Regions from separate parts of the Mus musculus genome. Here region 1 is linked to region 2. A link is a contact called in public HiChIP or PLAC-seq data. All regions are on one chromosome and are shown on one strand. Each heading gives the region's core, a stretch centred on a gene start, on an enhancer-like site or on the middle of the called end of the contact. The rest is flanking DNA. Distances are from core to core; before and after follow the strand shown. Region 1 has its middle 9.0 kb from the start of Trem2. Region 2 has its middle 8.0 kb from the start of A730006G06Rik.

Evidence for each region. HiChIP or PLAC-seq counts read pairs in DNA pulled down with a chosen protein or histone mark.
Region 1: a contact with region 2 is called in a CTCF HiChIP or PLAC-seq map of pro-B cells, with 19 times the contacts expected there. The contact joins two enhancer-like sites. A contact is called at or near these places in 3 of 39 promoter capture datasets (embryonic stem cells, hippocampal neurons and neural stem cells), 5 of 15 datasets of contacts at CTCF or cohesin (embryonic stem cells, large pre-B cells, pro-B cells and 1 more), 70 of 484 Hi-C or Micro-C datasets (the 63-12 cell line, the AtT-20 cell line, B cells and 41 more), 10 of 115 datasets of contacts at active chromatin or transcription factors (astrocytes, bone marrow-derived dendritic cells, bone marrow-derived macrophages and 5 more) and 4 of 9 other capture datasets (adipose tissue, embryonic stem cells, liver and 1 more).

What each region holds. Positions count from the first base shown.
Region 1 is chr17:48,335,400-48,339,489 of GRCm38.p6, forward strand. No RefSeq gene overlaps it. Among named protein-coding and RNA genes, the nearest start is that of Trem2, 9.0 kb to the right of the region's middle. Within about 2 kb of position 1,647, at least 7 of the 459 cell types and tissues checked have an H3K27ac peak or open chromatin away from gene starts, as enhancers often do. A contact at or near this core is called in the CH12 cell line and pro-B cells, where this site is marked.
Region 2 is chr17:48,096,240-48,100,523 of GRCm38.p6, forward strand. It overlaps a transcript of 9830107B12Rik not described here. Among named protein-coding and RNA genes, the nearest start is that of A730006G06Rik, 8.0 kb to the left of the region's middle. Within about 2 kb of position 2,417, at least 68 of the 459 cell types and tissues checked have an H3K27ac peak or open chromatin away from gene starts, as enhancers often do. A contact at or near this core is called in the CH12 cell line and pro-B cells, where this site is marked.

The DNA.
Region 1 (4,090 bases), core at 397-2,896, 240 kb after region 2:
CATTACAGTGATAAACACCATGACCAAGAGTCCTTTGGGGAAGAAGGGATTTATTTGGCTTTCACGTCCTCATCAAGAGCCATTAACGATGGAAGTCAGGGAAGGAACCTGAAGGCAGGAACTGAAACAGAAACTATGGAGGAATCCTGGTTACCACCCACTCTGCTCCCCAACGGATAGAAGGAGACCACCTACCCAGGTACCACCCTCAATGAGCTGTGGCCTCCCCATATCAATCATGAATCGGGAAAATGCCCCACTGTGTTGCCGACAGGCCAATCCTATGGTAACATTATCCCAATTAATTTTCCTCTTCCCAGATGGTCTTAGAGCTTCTGTCAAGTTAACAAACCGCTAACCAGCACAGGGATGTAACCTCTGATGAGAAGTCTGGTGGCCAGTCTTGGAAAGACACTAAATCTTGAAGGAGCTGGGAAAGATTCTGCCCCCAAAGAGAGATCAGTGTGAGGGTGGTTTGGTGACCCTAAGCAAGTAGCCTGAGAAGTTCTGGTCCTTTGGTTGAGTTAATGAGAGGAGAGAATTTGAAAGAGGCAGAAGCTCCCACAGACATGGGAGTCACATTGTTGTTGAGCTGTAGGTGAGCTAGCTGTGGTAACACACCACCCGGACACGAGCTTGCTTCTCATCCCAGCTCCAGTGTCAGTTACCAAGGAGGCTCTGCTCCACACAGACATCCAGGCACCCACGTTCTTTCCCACAAGGGTGTCTGTCACCTTGAGAAACTAGAGCATCTGGGGGGACCGTCTCCATCCAGGTGAAGAAAGGGAGAGGACATGGGGGATTGAATCAGAGGTCTGTGGGCCAGGTCTGCAGCCAGTAAACTTCATTTCTTGTAAAACACAGTATATAGCCAGCTCTGGTTGCACAAGAATTTAAAAGATGTAGGCTACCCGGGCGGTAGTGACACACGCCTTTAATCCCAGCACTTGGGAGGCAGAGGCAGGCGGATTTCTGAGTTCGAGGCCAGCTTGGTCTACAGAGTGAGTTCCAGGACAGTCAAGGCTACACAGAGAAACCCTGTCTCGAAAAACCAAAAAAAAAAAAAAAAAAAAAAAAAAAAAAAGATGTAGGCTAGCCTTTTTTCTTCTTCTTCTTCTTCTTTTTTTAGGACATTAAACAAGCTGAGTGTGGGGGACCACGCCTGTAATCCCAGCACTCTGGAGGCAGAAGCAAGAGGGTCTCTGTGAGTTCTAGGACAGCCTGGGCTACACGGAAAGACTGTGTTAAACAAACACAAAAGAAACCCAAAGAGAGGTTTTATCCTAAGTATTGACAGCACTCATGTGTGCTGGGGGTGTTGGCTTCTTCGTAAGTGTTCTCATAACTTGAGTTATAATTTCTACACACGGGTCTTCAAATTTTAATTTTTCTTAGTTGCTGCTTTAAAATCTCCCCTTAAAAAGACTTAAATTGAATCTTTAATTGAGTCTCAATTTCCAGCAACCAATTTAAGAATGATTCTTGCTTGCTTTTCAAATTCAGAAGCAAATGATAATTTTAGGGTAGATGTTCCATAACTTTAAAAATAGCTTTAGGAACATTTGGGGGTTAACAGAGGTCAGTCTGGCCTTGGCTCTGGCTTTATCTCTTGCCACTAAGAGGGCTGTGACCCAGCATAGACAGGACAACGTAGGGAAACAGCGCCACCGTGCGGAGAGTCTACTGAGGCTGGCCGTGAAACCTGGTTCTGGTCTTTATGTTCAGTAAAGCAGAGATTCTCTAATAACCCTTTTCTGTGAAGGCATTAATGCCTCCATCAGGACAGAAAGAGCCTTTAGGCGGCAGAGCATCCTTGTCTTCCAGCTCTGCCACCTCCAAGGACCCCTACATGTTCATCCATTGAGAAGCTCTCTGAACTCTGTCTCATCACAGAAGCTTCACCATCACCAGGACACAATGACATCATTGGCCATGGTTGACTACTTATCTTCAGCCCCTATCCTTCCCTGAAATTTGAAAGTAGACCTGAAATTCTCAGCCCTCTTAGCCTGGTTCTCCCCCGGCAACTAGCCCCCATCTTGACGCTAGCTCAGAGCCCACCAAGGGGCTCCTACCACTTAGGAAATGTAGGTGTTCCTGTCAGCTGTTCCCCATTCAGACAACTACAGCTATCTCAGGAGATCAAAGTCAGGAATCCAGAGTGAAAAACCCCAAATGGAACAAAGTACTCACATCTACAAGGACATTAGGGATTCTGTCTCAAGAACCTGATCTAGAGACCAAATACGAATTTTTATTACATCATAGCGTCACAAAAACACTCACAAAAGAGAGGCAGAGAGGGGGAGAATATGCAGGAGAAAGATTAAGAAGCAGGGGAGGGAGAGGAGGGGGAGAGAGAGAAGGGAGAGAGGGGGAGAATATGCAGGGCAAGAGTAAAAAGCAGAGGAAAGGGAGGACGGGAAGGGAGAATGAGGAAGAAGGCGGGCAGGAGGCAAAGAAACACATGAACTGAGTACCAACTTTGCATAGTCGTTTGTCTGCTTCCTCGGGTGTAATATGCCCTAAGAATAAAGCAGCGCTTAAAGTGATAACAGCGTCAGAGAGCACAGTGTTGGCAGGGGCATTGCTGCCACTATCCTGTGACTTTTGTACCACCTATGTGACACAAAGCAAATGAGTTGTTATTTGAGCCTCTAACACTACTGTTTGGAGGTAAGGTTCTCTGGGTGGGAGAAAGACAAAGACACATGATGAAGGTGGTAACTCCATCTGAATTTCCATAGAACTCCATAGAATTTTTTTCTATGAATTACTTTATTATTATGGGGGGGTCACAGTTGACATAATCTGGACATAGAGAGAGATCAGGTGACAGCTTTGTGGCATTGGTTCTTTCTATCTACCTTTATGGGGGTTCTAAGGATTAAACTCAAGTTCTCAGGCTTGGGCATCAAGAGCCTTCACCCCTGCTGAATCATCTCAAGGGTCCTCATCTTAGTTTTCTATTGAAAGTGTCTAACAAACAATTAGTCAATGTAATCCTGTAATCCCAGTAGTAGGGATGTGGAAGGCAGAAGGATCAGGAGATCACAGTTATCCTAAGATATAATTCAAGTTTAAGGTTAGCCTGGTCTATATAAGGTGCCATCTTGAAAAAATAAAGGATTGAAGAGTTCTTGCCTCTACCCACTAAAAAAAGCCCAGAATTAGTGACTAGCCCAGTAGCAACGAGGCCCCATAGTATCCAGATTGTGGTCATCATAGTTTCATTTCTGTCGCTGTGATAAAAGGTACTAACAAAAGCAGCTTTAGGAGGGAAAACAACAACAACAACAACAACAAACCATTTATTCAGCCTACAATTCCAGGTTACAGTCTGCTGTCACAGAGAAGCGAAGGTAGGAACCTGAAGCAGCTAGTCACATTCAGGGTCAAAGGCACAGAGAGAATAAATAAATGCATGCTTCTTGTGTTCAGCCACCTCTCTTCACTCATCTAGTCCAGGATCCCCTACCTAGGGAATGGTGCCACCCATGGTGGGCTGGGTCTTCCTACATCAGTTAACACAGTGAAGATCATAACTCATACACTCTTCTACTGGCATGCCCACAACCGACCTGATCTAGACAACCCCTGACTGAGACTGTCTTCTCAGGTGATCCTTGGCTGTACTAAATTAATGATTGTTGCAGGATATTTGATCACACTGAGAACTCTGAGATTGTGTTAACTGAAAACAAACAAACAAACAAACCTGTTTTTAATTGTAGCATGGCTCAGCCTTTAATCACACCTTTAATCCCTCTGGCTAGAATACAGACATGTCTTTAGTATACACTTTTAATCCCAAACAGTAAAGGTAAAATTAGTTTGTAGTTGGAAGCACCCATGTTGCAAGTGATGTCTAATTGAGTGGCAGAGAAAGTGAAAAGTCAGAGAAAGATTCAACAGAATAGAATCTGCCCAATTCTCCCAAGAAGAGAGAGGAACGGGAAGCTACTTGAGGGGCAATGTAGAGAGAGAGCAAAGGCAGTTTTATTGGGAGAGTTTTATAAAGACAGGTTGCAGAGAGAACAAGCTTGACACAGATGAAGACAGAACGAGACAGAGAATGAGAAGGAGCCAG
Region 2 (4,284 bases), core at 1,167-3,666:
CTGGAAGCAATGTTTACACACACACACACACACACACACACACACACACACACACACACCTCTTTTTTTTTTACACCAGTAGAAGAACTCCCATTTGAAGCTTAGGTAAAGAAAAGTCTCCCAGGCTCACATCTGTTCCCTTAACCAAAGTGCAAGGACGGGAGTCCCTAAAGCTCAGGGCACATATGTGCCGGAAAGGTGCGCGCCCGCAAACGAGTGGCCCGCATGCCTGACGAGTTCTGGTTGCACTGTACAGCTCAGGAGACTACAGAAAAGTCAAGGTTTGGGACTGCCGAGGAGTCTTGAGTCTCGGCAGCCAGCAAGGTGCGCCCCTTAACCTAGGGCAGGTGCAGAGACCACCAGGGAGCGAGCCCAGAAACGTGCAGGAACGCCTGTGCGCTCAGCATCTCGGGAAAGCACTTGGCCCGCAACTTAGACAAGGAGCTGGGGAAGGAGAAAGCCCCCTCTGGGAGACAATACTTAGGACAGGTGGTCAGATACGGGCTACAGACTCTGGGTGAGTGAAAGTGACCCGAAGCCAGCAGGAGCTTCACACCCAAACTTTTCTCAAGCCATCAGCTTGGTCCACATTTCGCCGAGAAGGAATTCGAACGATGCGGGCGCACCGCCGACTCTCTCATCCTCTAGGCCTTGAGGTTCCGAAGAGCTCCAACGGTAGCCCTTAGGGGGACGAGGGCGTGGGGGATCCCACGGTGCCTCTACGACAGACAGGCGAGATCGCTAGGCCCACGCAGCGCGGCATTTCCCGGAGTAGGTGACTCCATCCTGCTAAGATTCCAGGTTCTCAACTCTTCCCCGCAGTGTTCACGCACGTGCAGCGGCTGGCCTCTCTAGAACCAAGACAAACGAGGGTGGCGCTGTCGCGTCCACGGTGACTTACATTTCCTTCCTCCCAGCAGAGTTCGGAGCGGCCTGGGGACATCCTCCCCCTGGTGGCCCGAGCCCTATTTATTTATTTATTTATTTATTTGAAGATCTTGAATAAACTACCCTCAAAGCGAGCCTGGCTGCGAGCCTGGCTGCGAGCCTGGTTCATCCTTGGTTGAATACTCTCGGTTATAAGCTAAAACTTTGCTCTGGTCCGACCCATGGTGGCCAGGCTGTGCCAAGCCGAGCCTTTTCCCGTGCCTCCCCGACCCTCCGTGTCCCTCTCCATTGCGGGGGCACGTCTAGAAGCGGTCCCCAACCTTGTTAGGCTTCCTGTCACCTCCCCTTCTCTCTTTGGCGTTTAAAGACCCTAGCTAGCACTTAGACCTGGTGTGCGGCCACAGCAGGAGAGTGTTGCTGATGGGAGCCAGGTGGCAGCAAGGCTGGGGGAGCCCCAGGGGTGACCCAAAGTGATGGGGTTCCCCCGTGCTGAACGCGCTGGGGGAAGAGGGCAACTCTGGGCGCCTGACAGTGCTGGCCAGGGTCCGGTCCGGGTTGGGGGGCGCCGCAGAGGGCGGGCGCGTCTCCGGCGGGGTCAGGGGCGAAAGGGCACGCGGAGGGCAGCGCGCGGGGAGCCGGCGCGGAGGCTCAGGTTACCCGGCCCAGCCCTCCCACCCGCAGCTTCGCTCGCGGGGGGGCCGGGGCAAGCTCCGGCCGCCCCCCAACCCCCGCTGTTTGCATTTCTCTGGCAGGCGGCGGAGCTCGGCTTGAAAGAAATGGCCTTAGTTCGGAACGGTGTTTATTTTTCTTAACTAGCCAGTGCACACAGACGACCCCGTGAGCCAGGCGACCGGACCAGGCCGATCCTGCGCTTGGGAAAGGGGTCAGGACAAGGGGCCAGCCCGGCGACAAGGGGGAGCTGGGAATGGGCTCTGGTCCCCCCCGCCCCCCCGCAGCGGCCGGGCTGGGGGAGGGGTCGTGGCTGGCATGAGGATGACTTTGTTCCATGAAGGCAAACAGACCTGCTGTGGTTGCCTTAGGTTTGACCTTGCACGAGGCCGGGCAGACAAGTGGCGAAGCCTTTTGGTTTCAACGTCCTGTTTTCTTGGATTTAAGTTCATCGTTCCTGATTGTTTAGTTCTAACACCTGGCGGACAAAGGCACCTTTGAAACTCAGTTTCCTCCTCAGCTCTCACGGAGTACTTTGCTCAGTGGATGCTGTAAGGGTTTAGAATGGCATTCTTAGGACAGAGCCTGGAACTTGCAGAGACGTCTAGAGATCAGCCCTTTGGGTGGGGACTGTGGCCACCCGAGGACGGCAAGGGTGGGGCCCCCAGGAAATCTGCTTGAGATGGGAGCCTAAGACTCTCCAGCAGAAGGAAAAAACTGAGGGCTGAGGAAGTGTTCTGAGCGTTTTGACAGGAGATGAATAAAATGCAAATAATATTCAAAGCAAGATGCTAATGAGGTTCTATTCTTTGAGCGGCCACAGCCCTTGCAGGGTCCAAAATGACGTTAGAGCTGGAGTGAATTCGAGCCCTGGGCAGGGTCCCGTAGTCCGAGTCTCGGGTGTGCGCCATGGTTGAGAGTGTGGGTGTGTGAGTGTGGCTCGCGCTTCTTCTTCCTTCTCCGGAATGTGCGGTGCGGGCTCCGGGTGTGCTCGCACCGACTTGAAAATGAGGTCAGGGAAGGTCGTTCCACTCTGCAGCATAAATCAAAGAGGAAAGGAGAGTGAATGTGAGAGACGGTCCCTGGAGACGAGAGAGAGAGAGAGAGAGAGAGAGAGAGAGAGAGAGAGAGAGAGAGAGAGAGAGAAGAGGGAGGTGTAGAGCGAGTAAAGAGTAAAGAGGGAGGGAGGGAACAAAAGTTCTGTGTAGACTCTGCTAGAAGCTCTTCCATCCTCCGCATCCAGCCCCCATCCTTAACTCTCTCTCTTTCTGTTTCCCTGTCTCTCTCTGTCTGTCTGTCTGTCTGTCTCTCTCTTCAGCCCCTCCTCTTCCGTCCAGGGTCTTACTGTGTAGCCCCGGGTGTCCTGGAACTTACTACATAAATCAGGCTAGCCTCCAACTCACAGAGATCCGCCCGCCTCTGCCCCCTCCCCCAAGTGCTGGTGCGTGGACCATCTCTTCCCAACTTTAATCTTCCCGTCCAAACACTGTGTGTAAATCGTGAAACTCCTGTACTCAACCTCCTCCCACGGAGTGTGTAAACGCCCTAGTGCGCTCTCAGCTCTGCTAGGAGGGTGGTGGTGGCAGCTCCCTGAGGGGGATCTCAATGAATCCTTTGGGAAGCGACTGCCCTCTGCCATCCCTCTGCCTCAAATCTCCGTTACCCTGTGCAAGTCAGCCTCTTCATCTCCCCCAGTAAATTGGCTACTGTGTCTCCATGTCCCCTCCACCTCTGCTCTCTGTGGGCCGTCACAGAGTGTCATTCCTCCAGGAACCCAGGCGGGTGATCCCAGTGGGTGATCTCCGGAACCCCAGGCTGCTCCTGAGCTGGGGCAGACAGGAGATTTCCATGCTACGCTTGCTCTCTGGAAGCCAGAGGACCGTGGTTGTGAATGTAACGCCCACCCTCCTACATCTGGGAGACATACGTGCAGACAAATGAGTAGGTGGATGGGTCACTCCTTTGGGGCAGCACCTCCGTGGTGACCTGGCTCGCATGATGTCCACTAGCCACCAGAGAAAGGAAAAGACTGTATAGGGCTGGATGGCGGCGCCTTTCCCTTCCATCTGTGCCTGGGTCTGGCCGTCTATGCCGGTATCTCCACTCCTGACAATAAATCACAATACTGAAATTCCACACGGTAGGCACAGCCTAGTGCACCACAATACATATTGAATTAAATGGACAAAGGTCAGACAACCAGCAGAATCCTTCTTAGGTGTCTACATTTGCTAGGTCCTGCATTCATTCAACAGACATTTAGTGATGGTCTTTCAAATGGCTCACAATGAAAAGATAAAGTCCGGAGCCTTGGGGCGCTTATGCTCTCTGTGAGGTAGGAACACAACACAAGAACAACAACCCGGAAGTGGTATTAGCTAGGGTAAGTTCTTGCTGTGAAAGAGGTAAAGCTTTCCCCGGAGAATGCTATGGGCAGGGTGGGGGTGGGGGTGGGGATGGGGATGAGCCGCTATGAAATAAGGGATGACCATGCAGACTTCTGGAGGGGGGGGGGCTGCACCGTAGATGGCAGAGAGGACCTCAAATGCAGTGTTGCACGTGGGAGTGTCTGACTTGGAGCCTGAGGAGTTGAGACAGAGGTCAATTGAAGGTCAGGTGGGGCCAGATGATGGTGTGGGGTTTTCAGGCCCTGCTGGGAGGTCTTGGGCTGACTCAGGTAGAGGAATGATGGAATCTGATTTATATTCTTTAAAAATGACCGACAAA